Linked DNA regions of Bos taurus: region 2 is linked to region 1. Evidence: chromatin contacts called from public Hi-C data. All regions are on one chromosome and are shown on one strand. Each heading gives the region's core, a stretch centred on a gene start, on an enhancer-like site or on the middle of the called end of the contact. The rest is flanking DNA. Distances are from core to core; before and after follow the strand shown. Region 1 holds the start of PRPF4B (pre-mRNA processing factor 4B). Region 2 holds the start of PSMG4 (proteasome assembly chaperone 4).

Region 1 (5,913 bases), core at 2,108-4,607:
CCACTCAGTTTACAAAAACACTCCCCTCATATACTCACAACATAGAGGTCTACCTCACAAGAGATGCTGCTGCTAAGTCGCTTCAGTCGTGTCCGACTCTGTGAGACCCCATAGATGGCAGCCCACCACGCCCCGCCGTCCCTGGGATTCTCCAGGCAAGAACACTGGAGTGGGTTGCCATTTCCTTCTCCAATGCATGAAAGTGAAAAGTGAAAGTGAAGTCGCTCAGTCATGTCCGACTCTTCGGGATCTCATGGACTGCAGCCTACCACGCTCCTCCGTCCATGGGGTTTTCCAGGCAAGAGCTGAGCTTTTTAAAAAACAGACTTTAGGAACCTCCCTGGTGGCGCCGTGGACAGGAATCCGCCTGCCAATGCAGGAGACAGGGGTTCAATCACTGGTTGGGGAAGATCCCACACCTCTCGGAGCAACCAAGCCGTTGCCTCGCTACCGAGGCCCCGCCCCGCCGCCGAGGCCCCACCCTCCACGGTGGCCACGCCTCCATGGACTTCCAGTAGGCGGGGCCAGCCCTTCCTAGCAGCTCTGCCCCCGCAGCTTTCCGGTGCAAAGGTTTCCGAACGCAAGAAAAAAAGAGCAGCGCGGTTGCAACGATGGGCTTCGGGTTTGAAAATGAAAAGTCGGGCTTAAGTCTGTTGCTTTGGAAACGTCTGCTGAATGATTAAAGAAATAAGCGGACGTTTGCTTTAACTCCGCCTTCAGAGAGCACCGCTTCTTCCAAAACTACAAACAGCTTGGAGTGAGTCTTTGACAAATCCTGTCCCAGTGCACTCTCCGAAAGTAGCACCGTGCGAGCGAATTTGGTGAGACATTTTTAAAGCAGGTGTTTGCCAGCATCATTTTCTAAAGCTTGACTTTCACTATGCTCTCTTTTAAAACTTGAATGATTTGTCCAAGTCTCAACTTGAGCCAGCCATAATCAGGCTTCAAACCTGAACCTTAGTTCCTCTGTTGCCCACCTATCCTTCCCCACATTCGGGATGCTTCATTTAATCTCCACGTTAAAGATGCTGCAAAGAAATGGAGAGTGGGGCGGGGGCCAGGGAGACCACATTAAGGCTGAGGAAACAGACTCATGTATAAGCGCTCCACTCATCAAGAAGAAAGAGACTACAGTTTCTGGACCTAGAGAAAATAAGGAATTTCTGGTGCCAATCTAGTACTCTTTCCATCGCATGCATGTTAGCCATGTCCAACTCTTGTGACCCTATGGACTGTCGCCTGTCAGGCTACTGTTTATGGGATTCTCCAGGCAAGAATACTAGAGTGGGTTGCCATGCCCTCCTCACTCTTTCCATTACTTATATTCAAAAAGCATTAAAACCAAAGAACTGTGTGGATGGGTGCACTATGGAGAGATGCTAAACAAACAACTTTTCTGTGGGAAACAGCACAAGAAGAAGGAAGCGTGCAGCTTGGAGAAGCTTCAGTTCAGACCACGGCTCTGCACCTCAGGACTGAGTCATCACAGTCCAGTCCCCTTACCTCTGAGTGTGTTTACTAGGCTTCTTTTGCCTTAACGTGTATTACTCTACTTTATATCCAAGATGAGCTCTCTTACAGGCTTGGACTCACTTCCAAGGAGAGGTCTGTAATAGGTCTGTACTACATACACCACGTTTATTTTCACTTTAAAATTACTTATTTAAAAATAATGTACTAGTGTTATTTTAATAACATATCTGAGCTATTCTTACAGTGACACACGGCCTTGCCTTCATGGGACAGAAATATAATAAACTGTAAATACAAGATTGCTGTATTGCTGTATACATAATACCTTTAAAAAAGATATATCTGGATGAGAATCTAGAGATAGGAACAATTAACATAATTCTGAAATTCCAACCTACACACTACTAGTACATCATTAAATATATGGGTGAAAATATACACCATTTTCTGAAAACTATTTCCTTTGAAAGAAGCCTTCTAAGTTATTATACCTGAATTTGATAATTAAGGAGAAACAAAGAAAGAAAGTGAAGTTGCTCAGTCGTGTCAGACTCTGCAATTCCATGGGCTGTAGCTTACCAGGCTCCTCTGTCCATGGAATTTTCCATGAAAGAAACCCTTCATGAAGAAAACAGTTAAGGACCATTCAAAGAAATGCAGCAATGGGTGTGGGGTGAGGATGGGAGAACCCACAGAAGTCAATAAACATCCAAGGATTTAGTATTCCGTATTAATAAAGTCCATGAGGGGAAAATGTTTAACTAAATATTTTAACACATTTGGGATTCAGCCAACTAGAGACTTATTTTATAAGAATATTTGTAACTCTTCCCCTCTGACAATCAAGAGACATATAAGAAGCTCAGCTATTCTGAACTCAGATTTCTAAATCAAACCCAAACTCAGTTGATTATAAGAATAAAAGTGATCATCACCTTGTTTTCAGGCTCAAGTATGAAGAAAGATACTCTTCAGAGAAACAAAGAGAATGTAAAAACCTACATGCTATTGAAAGCTCTCCAAGAGACGGTTCATTTCAGTTCAGTCCCTCAGTCCTGTCCGACTCTTTGCGACCCCATGGACTGCAGCTCGCCAGGCCTCCCTGTCCATCACCAACTCCCGGAGTTTACTCAAACTCATGTCCATGAGTTGGTGATGCCATCCAACCATCTCATCCTCTGTCGTCCCCTTCTTCTCCCGCTTTCAATCTTTCCCAGCATCAGGGGCTTCTCAAATGAGTCAGCTAGAGACAGTAACTTTTAACCAAGAGACAGCAACTTTTCACATACGGTATTTCATTTCATCTCATTACTGTAGATTCCATTATTATAGAAAAACAAAATCACAAAGTTATTTGGACCAGAAATGTTACTTAAAAATTCAGTTTACAGGTCCTGAGAACCTGGACAGGAGTAACGGACTCCTGACCTGTGGACTCAGCCAAACCTGAAACAAAGTTCCAAAAGTTTCAAACGAACGTGCCAATACTAGTAGTTCCCTACGTTCCAGGTTCGGCCCTAGCTTGCAGTATTCTCAAAATGCCTGTCTACAAACTTTCTCTTAATACCGCTTCACATTGAGTTATCTAAGGGATAAGAAGGCATTTAAAAAGCAAAATCGTCTTGTTTTCCCAGCTTGAAAATTTTCACCCGAGTCTGGTACCACAATGAGATCAGTTCTCGGAACTGCGCCCAGGACGCAGACACCTCTGCCTTCCATCCCCTCTCCAGGTTCCTAGAACTTGACGACGGTTTTTACCCAATCAGCGCGCACCTTTAAAGCCCCGACCGGGGCCGCCGCGGTCCCGCCCCCCCCCGGAAGTGCGTCATGTCGTGCGCTCTGTCCCCGGATGCACTTGTATATCCGGATTCTTCGAGCGACGCTGAGCTCCACGGGTCCCGACGCTATCGGCACATGCGCGACGGCCCTGTTCTCTCTTCCTCCGCCTCCCCTGGCTTCCGCCGTCCGCGGAGCCGCCGCCACCGCTGCCGAGGAGTCAGGAAGTTCAACATGGCCGCCGCGGAGGCGCCGTCGCTGCGGGAACAGCCGGAGTAAGTAATACGGGGCGCGGAGGGCCTGCGCTGGGGGCCGGCCGAGAGGGGACGGGCCGAGCGCCGCCCGGGCGGGCGAGCGGGCGGGAAAGTTCGCGGCCCAGCGGTCGCGGCCAAACTTTGCCTCCCGCGCGGCACCTTGGGGGCGCGGGAGGGCGGCCTCGGCGCTCCGCCCGCCCGGAGGCCCTTGCTGTCGGGTCGAGGGCGGCCGGGGCCCGCGGCGGCGTTGCCCCGGGAGGCGAGGGCGCGAGCGGCCTCTACGGGTCCCGAGCGCGAGGCCGCGGCGCGGGCGCGCCTGCCCGCCTCTGAGGCGACGAGCGGGTCTTCCGGAGCAGCCCGGGCGGCGCGGCCCGCGCGGCGGCGATCCCCGAGCGCTCTTTTCCGCAGGCGGCTCCCGCGCCGCCGCCGGTGTCAGCCTTCGGGGCTGGGGGCCGGGAGCAGAGGGGCGCCGGGCGCGCCCTCCTTCACCGCCCGGCGCCGCGGTTGGCGGCCGGCGGGCGCTCCCTCCTTCCCGCCCGGTGCTCTCGGCCCCAGCGTCCCCTCGGTGTTTTCTCCTCCTCTGCCTAGCGCAGCTGGTGTGCCAGCTCGCAAACTCGAGGCAAAGTAAGACCAAGTTCTCGGTTCTGAGACCTAGGGTTTTTGGCCCGAGTTTACAGCGCTTCTCTGGGAGCCCCAGTGGAATAAAGAGTGGGAACGGTCAGCTCCTTGCAAACCCGAGCGGTTCGTGTCTGTAGTCAAGCTAACGTAAGCATCGATGCGGCCGAGTGGACGCATCCTCGCGTACTCTGCTAGGGTAACCCTTCCCTTACTGAGAGCAGTGTGTTGTGTTTTCCGTGTGTTTGCTGGGAAAGCTCAGGAACCTAGAACAGAAAATGGATTTTAAGACAGTATTCTTGTAGCGCCTTTTTTTTTTTTTTGCTTGCATCCTCATTATCTGATTTGTTTCCAGCTGTTTTGAGAAGAAGGTAGAGATAGTCTCCCGGCAACTTTGGACTGACCAGAGGAGAAATCTTTGCACCTCCCCGGCCGGCTCATCGCTTCAGCGCTGTGCATCCAGTGCCGGACTGCGTGGGGATTTGCTTTGCTAGGCAGAGAGTTACCGGGAGATTTCGTTTAGGGCCTCTGAAAGCTGCTCTGTTATCTCCACAGCTTGACTTAAAAGAGGGCACGTGGGTTCTGAAGTACACCTGCCTCTCTGTTTTTCAGAGTTCACAGTGAGGCCTTGTTCCGGGCTTCATGAGAAGATCCTATGAAAATCTTAGGCTATGCAGCTGATTTTTCTAGTAACCTGTTTAAATTTCTGTAGTATTATGTCCATTACTTTGATTTCAGGGACGGTTTAGATTCCTTGTCAAGAAGGATGCAGCCATGTTTATACTCAAATAACACTAGCTTTCATCGTATTTATTTCGGCTCCTGCAATGTGAGTGGCACTGAGGTGGTCTTTATTGTGCCTCCGCTCACACACATGCACACACGCACACACATTTGGTGCGCAGAGTATTCTGTCTATATGTGTCCCACCTTCACTTATTTGAAACGTTTTAGTGTAGAAAATGACAGTTTAGTAGGAAAGCAAGTACCATGTTGGCTGCCCACATTGAATGCTGAAATGTAATGTCTGAGTAGGTTATTTTTGAAGACACAGCAAGGAGTTCACAGTTACGTGGAATCTCCTCCAAGTGGAATATTGTGAAAAAGTAAAGCTCCCTGAATGCTTTTCAGTGGCTTTTAAGTTTGTCGATGTCTTTAGCTCAGTCTTTTTTCATAGTTTCAAGCATTTAAATTTTTATATGCATTGACTTACTTGAACTTACCCAGACCAGGTACTGAGCAAATCCGACCTCATTCAGTCTTTATGACAACCCTGTGGAGGCGGTCCTGACACTCCCCACATTGTACAATTGAGAAACTGGAAGTACAGAGAAATTGAGTTAGCTTGCCCAGGGTCACACTAACCCTGTAGGGTTTATACCCGGGCAGCCCCGCTGTGAAGCCCTGCTCTGTGCTCTGGTCTCTCACTCTATGTTGTGGTTCCTTTTGTTTAAAATATTACTAGCCTTTAACATTTGAAATAATTTTTATTTCCAGTATCCCAGAAAGGTTCATTTTTATGATATGACAGTTCCAACTCTTTGGAATTTAATAGCCCATTTGGAAAGAGTGAGGGTGGAATGGTTCCTTTTGAGACTGGTTGGTCTTTTGAATCCATCCTTACTTTTGCATCTGCATTAATTCTGTATTAAAGGAGTCTCACTTGTCAGAGAAACAGGCTTAGTTATAATTATTTTCCTTGTCGAAAGCAGTGGCATTCACTTAGCTCCCCATTGCCCCCAGCTCCAAAGCATGAATTGAATGCCTCCCATATAAGATGTTATTAGGAATATTC
Region 2 (5,913 bases), core at 1,532-4,031, 360 kb before region 1:
GGCAGGGGAGCACAGGGCAGGTGGTGGGGGTGGGGTCGGGCTTCCTTGTGGAGCTCAGTGTCTGCAGAGCATCACTCTGGAATGAAAATGGCCCCCGCAGTTGTTCTGCATTGGGCTGAAATGGCCTGGCCTTTCCGCAGCTGCTTCTGTCAGTCACTGGGTGTGGGCTGCCTGGGGAGGGGGTGCAGACCCTGAAGGAGTCCACAGTGGGAGGCTGTCCATTCTGGGCAGTTCCAGCAGCTGGGACAGCCAGTCCTCTTTTGAAGGGGGTCTGGGCAGCACATCTCAGAGGGCACCACAGTGTTTGCAGAACTGGCATGGTTGATGGGGTGGGTTTCTGAGGACATGCAGGAGGACAGGGTCAGAGCATAGGGGAAGAATCAACCTCGGACGCAGGGAGGGGGCATCTCTGCTTAATGAGGGGGAGAAGGAGGTGAGAATGAGGCCACCTGAAGGTATGGGTTTGAGTGCAGGGACAAGGCCTTGGGAAAATTGAGCCTGACAAGCTCGATTTTCTTTCTAAATGCAGAAGCTGGGTCATCTGCTGAACTTGGGCTTGGTGGGGTTAGGTCTTGAGGAGAAGCGTCCTTGAGGCAAATGAGAGGGTGCGATCCTGGGGGCCCGCAGGGCAGTGTGTTAAGGGGCAGCTGCTGATGGGGTGGCTAGAGGTTGTAAGCCTGCCTGCTGGGTCATGTGACTTCCCTGGTGGTTATCTGAGCCCAGTGGGAGGAACACAGAGGAGCACGATCCCACCTGTGCTGGGGCCAGACTGGGGAGGAGGCAAGGAACAGGGGGTTAGCTAGTTGCCTTAGGTTCACAGACAGCTCTTCAGGATTCTTTAGAGAGAGAAACTCTTGATTTGAAAATGGCGTTTGTCTTCTAAGGGGACAAGGCATTAAGAGGGTATTAGGAGTTAACGTGGGGGTGACGTCACCTGCTGTGGCAGTCCAGTTTATTGATTTATTTTTTCACGGATCACACTTTTGGTATTTTGTTGTGAAATCTTGGTCTGATTAAAGGTCACAGGCTTTCTCCTATGTCTTCTGCAAGTCTGACAGTTTTTGGGTTTCCCATTTATGTCTCTGAACCATTTTGACTTCACTTTGCTGCTGCTGCTGCTAAGTCGCTTCAGTCGTGTCCGACTCTGTGCGACCCGACAGATAGCAACCCACCAGGCTGCCCCGTCCCTGGGATTCTCCAGGCAAGAACACTGGAGTGGGTTGCCATTTCCTTCTCCAATGCATGAAAGTGAAAAGTGAAAGTGAAGTCACTCAGGCGTGTCCGACTTCACTTTGTGTATGATGTAAAGTATAAATTGAAGCTCATTAATAATTAAGGAAATGCAAATTAAAATTACATTGAGATACTCCTTAGGATGGCTAAATGAAACAGACTGGGAACGTACGGTGGTACAGTCACTGTGGAAACAGCCTGTCGGGTTCTTGAGAAGTTACACGTGGTGCAACCATTCTGCTCCAGGTCTTTAACTGCGAGAAATGAAAGCACATGTTCATACAGAGACTGACTTGTTCACATGTGTTTGCAGCAGCTTGACTGCAATATCCCCAAATTGAAAACTGCCCAAGTGGACACCACCGCATGAGGGCTATTTACACAGCGATATGCCCCGCCAGCGAACCCTGATCATCAACACGAAGGAAGGAGCGACTGACTCACGCAACAACCTGCGTGAATCTCAAAACAACTGTGAGGAGAGAAAAGCCAGACAAACAATTGTACACACCGTACGTTCCATTTACATAAAACTCTAGAAAATGCAAACTACTCTGTGACTGAGTGCGGCACAGTGTCTCGGGTGGGGGTCAGGAAGGGCTCCCAGGGCTTGGGGAAGCCTCTGGGGGTGATGGGCATGTATCCTCTTGATTGTGGTGATGATTTTATGAGTTACACGTGTTACAGCTTCAGTTTGTATACTTTGATCAGTGCAGTTACTGTAGTTTATTTAATAAAGCTGTTAATCTATTATAATATTGACCTGAAAATTATAAATTGAATCATTAGCAAACAGAGCAAACTTCTTAACAAAACTTACCTTCTTAACTGTCAGTTTAATTTAGACCTATTAGAGATTTAAAAGGCAGAACTGATAGCTCTGTCCTTAAACCCAAGTTAGTTCCAACAGAATCTGACAAGAATGGGCACTGTGTTCTTTTTACTACAAAGACTCTCTCTCAACACACTGCAGGGTCCCTGTGTCAACTCTGAGGGTCCCAGAGTGACTCAAGTCAAGCTCTCCAGCAGGGCTGACAGTGGCCCCCGTCCCCTTCTCTGAGGCAGACGGGGAGACTGAGTCTCGGGCTGAACCGTTAGCCGAGGCCCATGCTTGTACAGGGATCAGCTCTGGGGTCTCGGACTAAAGGCGCGCCAGCCCACGACCCTAACTCAGTCCACGCAGCTCTCCTTCTGAGAGCTCCTCCAACATCGCTGCCATTTTCATGGGCCTCCTGCAGTTACGGGGCTGCTGGCAGAAGGAGGGTTTTAGAAAGTGTAACCCAGCTCGCGGGACACAGGCGGCTGCGCTGAGCGCTCGTGGCACCTACTAAACAGCGGGGGATCACGCGTCTACACCCGAAAAGATGCTCCTGCGAGCCTACACTGCGCCCAATTGAGACGCCGGCCCGCCCCGCCCACTCCCGGGCCCGCCCCGCCCACTCCCGGGCCCGCCCCGCCCACTCTCGGGCCCGCCCCGCCCACTCCCGGGCCCGCCCCTCAACTTCCCATCCAGGCCCCGCCTTCCCGGAAGGCCCCGCCCACTCGGCCTTTCGGCGCTTTCCTGCTCGCGTCTGGTGGCGGCGGGAGGACTGGCGCGGCCGGGCTCCGGGCTGATGGAGCGGCCGGCGGCTGCCGGGGGCGGGGACGTGTCCCTGCACAACTTCAGCGCGCGGCTTTGGGAGCAGCTCGTCCACTTCCACGTGATGCGGCTGACGGACTCGCTCTTCCTCTGGGTGGGGGCCACGCCGCACCTGCGCAACCTCGCCGTGGCCATGTGCACGCGCTACGTGAGTGCGGCGGGGGGCGGGGAGGGGGGGGATGGAGGAACGGGGGGGCCCCGGGGTCCCGGAGGGGGCGGGGCCGGGGTCGGACACGGGCTGCTCAGCCCACCGCGGGGCTCTGTCCCGCCGCACGGCTGGTTCCCGCCCCCCCCCCCACGTCTCTGGGTGGAGTGTCGGGGTCCCCGTGGGACCTCTACTGTCCGCTCTCACCCTCCCTGGGCCGGGGGTGGCGTGTCCCCCTGGTTTTCTGCCGGTTCCTCGCTGACCGCGTTTGCTTAGTCTCCCGCACGGATCTCTCTCCCGCCCTTTCCCTCCGCTGTCCCATCGAGGTGTAACTGGTGTCCCACTGGGTGCTCCAGACCCCAGGCCGCTCCTCCAGGGCCGTCCCTGGAGACGCAGGGACGCAGAATCCAGCCACTTCTCACCTCCTTCACCTGTCACCTGGGCCCCGCGCCGTCGCTGCCCTCCGAGGTTCCCTTTGCCTTCCGAGGTCCCGTTTGCCATCGTGTGTCAGAGCTGCTGTAACCCAAGGCCGCAGACCGGGGGGCTGAGAACAGCAGAGAGGGCGGAATTGAGGTGTCAGCGGGCTGCTTCCTCCGGTCTCTGGGCTTGCGGTGCTGCTCACACCTTGGGGCCCCTAGTCTGGCAGCCTCGTCACCCCAGTCCTGCTCCAGTGTCCCAGGCCGCCTCTGTGCATCTTAGTCTCTCCCTTTCTTCCGAAGACACCAGTCCTGTTAGAGGAAGAGTCCGCCTCCCCTTGCTTCCATCTTAACTACATCTGCAGAGACCCTGTTTACAAATAAAGTCACCTTCACAGGTGCTGGGGTCAGAACGCTAGGACCTGGACATTGCTCTTGCAGCACGTGGCTTAGTCTGGCACTGACAGCTTCAGCGTTGTCATCCCTCCACTCAGACCCCCAAGAGTTCAGAGCCTGTATGGACCCCAGGCCCCATCACGGCTGCGGTGTCCCCAGCCCTCTGACTTTGCACCCACTTGCCCCTCTGGGCTGCTCCAGCCCTTCACCGTCAGGCCTGTCTGCTGCTGGGAGAGGCTGCAGAACTGGGGCGACACAGGCCCACCGCAGGGGGAGGCTGGCCTGCGGCAGGAAGGGGGGCCCAGGTGATCCAGGAGGGCTGGACCTCGCAGAGGAACCAGTACCGCTCTCTCTTTTCCTTGCAGGACTCCATCCCCCTGTCCACCGCCCTCCTCGGGGACACGTCTGACACCATGTCCACCGGTCTCGCCCAGCGCTTAGGTAGGTTCCGCAGCTCAGCTGCCGGAGTGCTCAGGTGGGGACCTCGCTGTTCAGTGGAGCGGGGAGGTGAGTCAGCGTAGGAGGAAGGGTCTCCGTCTGGGAGGTGAACCCCCTGGTTGCTGCTGGAAGCCCAGGCCTTGCGCATGGGTCTCAGGAGGTGATACCAGCACCTCCAGGGGCCTGCTCCCCACCGGCTCTGATGCCCTTGGTTGCCTCCAAGCTGATGAGTGACAGGTGATTTTGCTCTTCGTCCTCGTGGGAGGCGAGGGTGAGTGACGCCCACGGTGCCCAGTGGCAGCAGCTCCAGGTAGCGTCCATGGCCTGCCCTTCATTGCACGTGATGCTGCTCAGAGCTCGAGGGGAGAGGGCCTGGTGAGGTTGGGGGCTCCAGCCTCCACTGCACCCTGAGCACACTTCCACAGATAACCTCGCTGGTCCAGGTGAGGATGCCCGTGCCCAGTGGTCCCCGGTGCCTGGGGACCTCGATGGGCAGAGCAGCCTCGCCCCCATCTGCCTGAGTGTCCCGGCCACGTGCGGAGCCTGGTGTCCTGGCCGGGGTGCGGCGATGGGGCCCCTGCCATGGTTTTGAGGCGCTGTGGTTGTGTTCACAGATCTGTCAGTCTGGTCCCTGGGGAGTGGGCATGTCTGTGGTGGTCGCTCTGGGACACCCCATAGTCACACGGAGCTCGGGCATGGCCGGCTTTCTAGGGGCGGGGTTGTCACGGCGCCCACAGGCCGCACCAGGCGGGGTGGAGACCACGGGGCCAGCGGCCGCGTCTCAGGAGCATCCACCACACTTGTGCTTTAGTCTGAAGGTATAGGAACCTGAGTAGTAAGTTATCTTGGTGACCTCTTAACAGGAAGCAATTTTGAGTCAACAGAAAACCAACAGGAGAAATAGGAAGGCTTCCTGTTTAGCCTTCATCTGGGTTCCCAGGTGCTGCCGTTCCTTCTCTGCCTTTGCCAGTTGCTAGTTTTTAGTGAAAATAGGTTGGAAGCCTGACGCCCTTTTGCTTCACTGTGTGTTTGCCTGCGTTTCCGGGTAACACCACCCGCCTCAGCAGGCAGACCCCCGTGTGCCAGGCCTGGGGGAGGAGGGCGGGAGCCTGCTGGTGTGTGGAGCTGGGACTGGGGGGTCCCCGAGTGTGGACAGAGTCCGGGAGAGGAGGCGGCGGGAGCGCGTTTGAGGAGACACAAATGAGCTGGCTCTTCAGTGAAGCGAGGCTGGCTCGCAGTGTCCTCAGGGTGAGGCCTGGAAGCAGTCTGTGAGCAAAACCTGGGGCTCTTTTAATTTTTTTTTTGCATTTTGTGCAAATGTTGGGGCTTTTTTAAATTAGCATTTTTCTTTCACGTGGTTTACATCAGTTTACAAACAGCGTGATCTGAAACTGAATACAGACATTCCCTGTAACTTAAGTCAGATGTGATGGGGGCTCCTACCTACTGATATCCACAAGCCTGGCAGCTGTTGGCCAGTGCCCAGCAGGGACAGGCATGCGTGGTGAGATGCCAGCCCACCGCCCAGCAGGGTCGGGCGCGCGTGGTGAGATGCCAGCGCCCCCCGGGGCGGGTGACGTGCCTGCTGAGGTCGCGGCCGGCCGGCCTGTGACGCCCTGCTCCGTCGTCCTCTGGAGCTGGGGTCA

Evidence for each region. A called contact is a pair of places that touch in the nucleus more often than the background predicts.
Region 2: a Hi-C map of skeletal muscle shows a contact between it and region 1, with 5 times the contacts expected there. The contact joins the promoter of PSMG4 here to the promoter of PRPF4B in region 1. A contact is called at or near these places in 2 of 11 Hi-C or Micro-C datasets (skeletal muscle and skin fibroblasts).

What each region holds. Positions count from the first base shown.
Region 1 is chr23:50,108,623-50,114,535 of ARS-UCD2.0, reverse strand. It overlaps PRPF4B (pre-mRNA processing factor 4B), which reads left to right and starts at 3,357. Exons shown (of 15, transcript NM_001435171.1): 1 at 3,357-3,524. The coding sequence starts at 3,484.
Region 2 is chr23:50,463,415-50,469,327 of ARS-UCD2.0, reverse strand. PSMG4 (proteasome assembly chaperone 4) reads left to right here and starts at 2,781. Exons shown (of 3, transcript XM_002697605.6): 1 at 2,781-3,020; 2 at 4,195-4,270. The coding sequence starts at 2,847.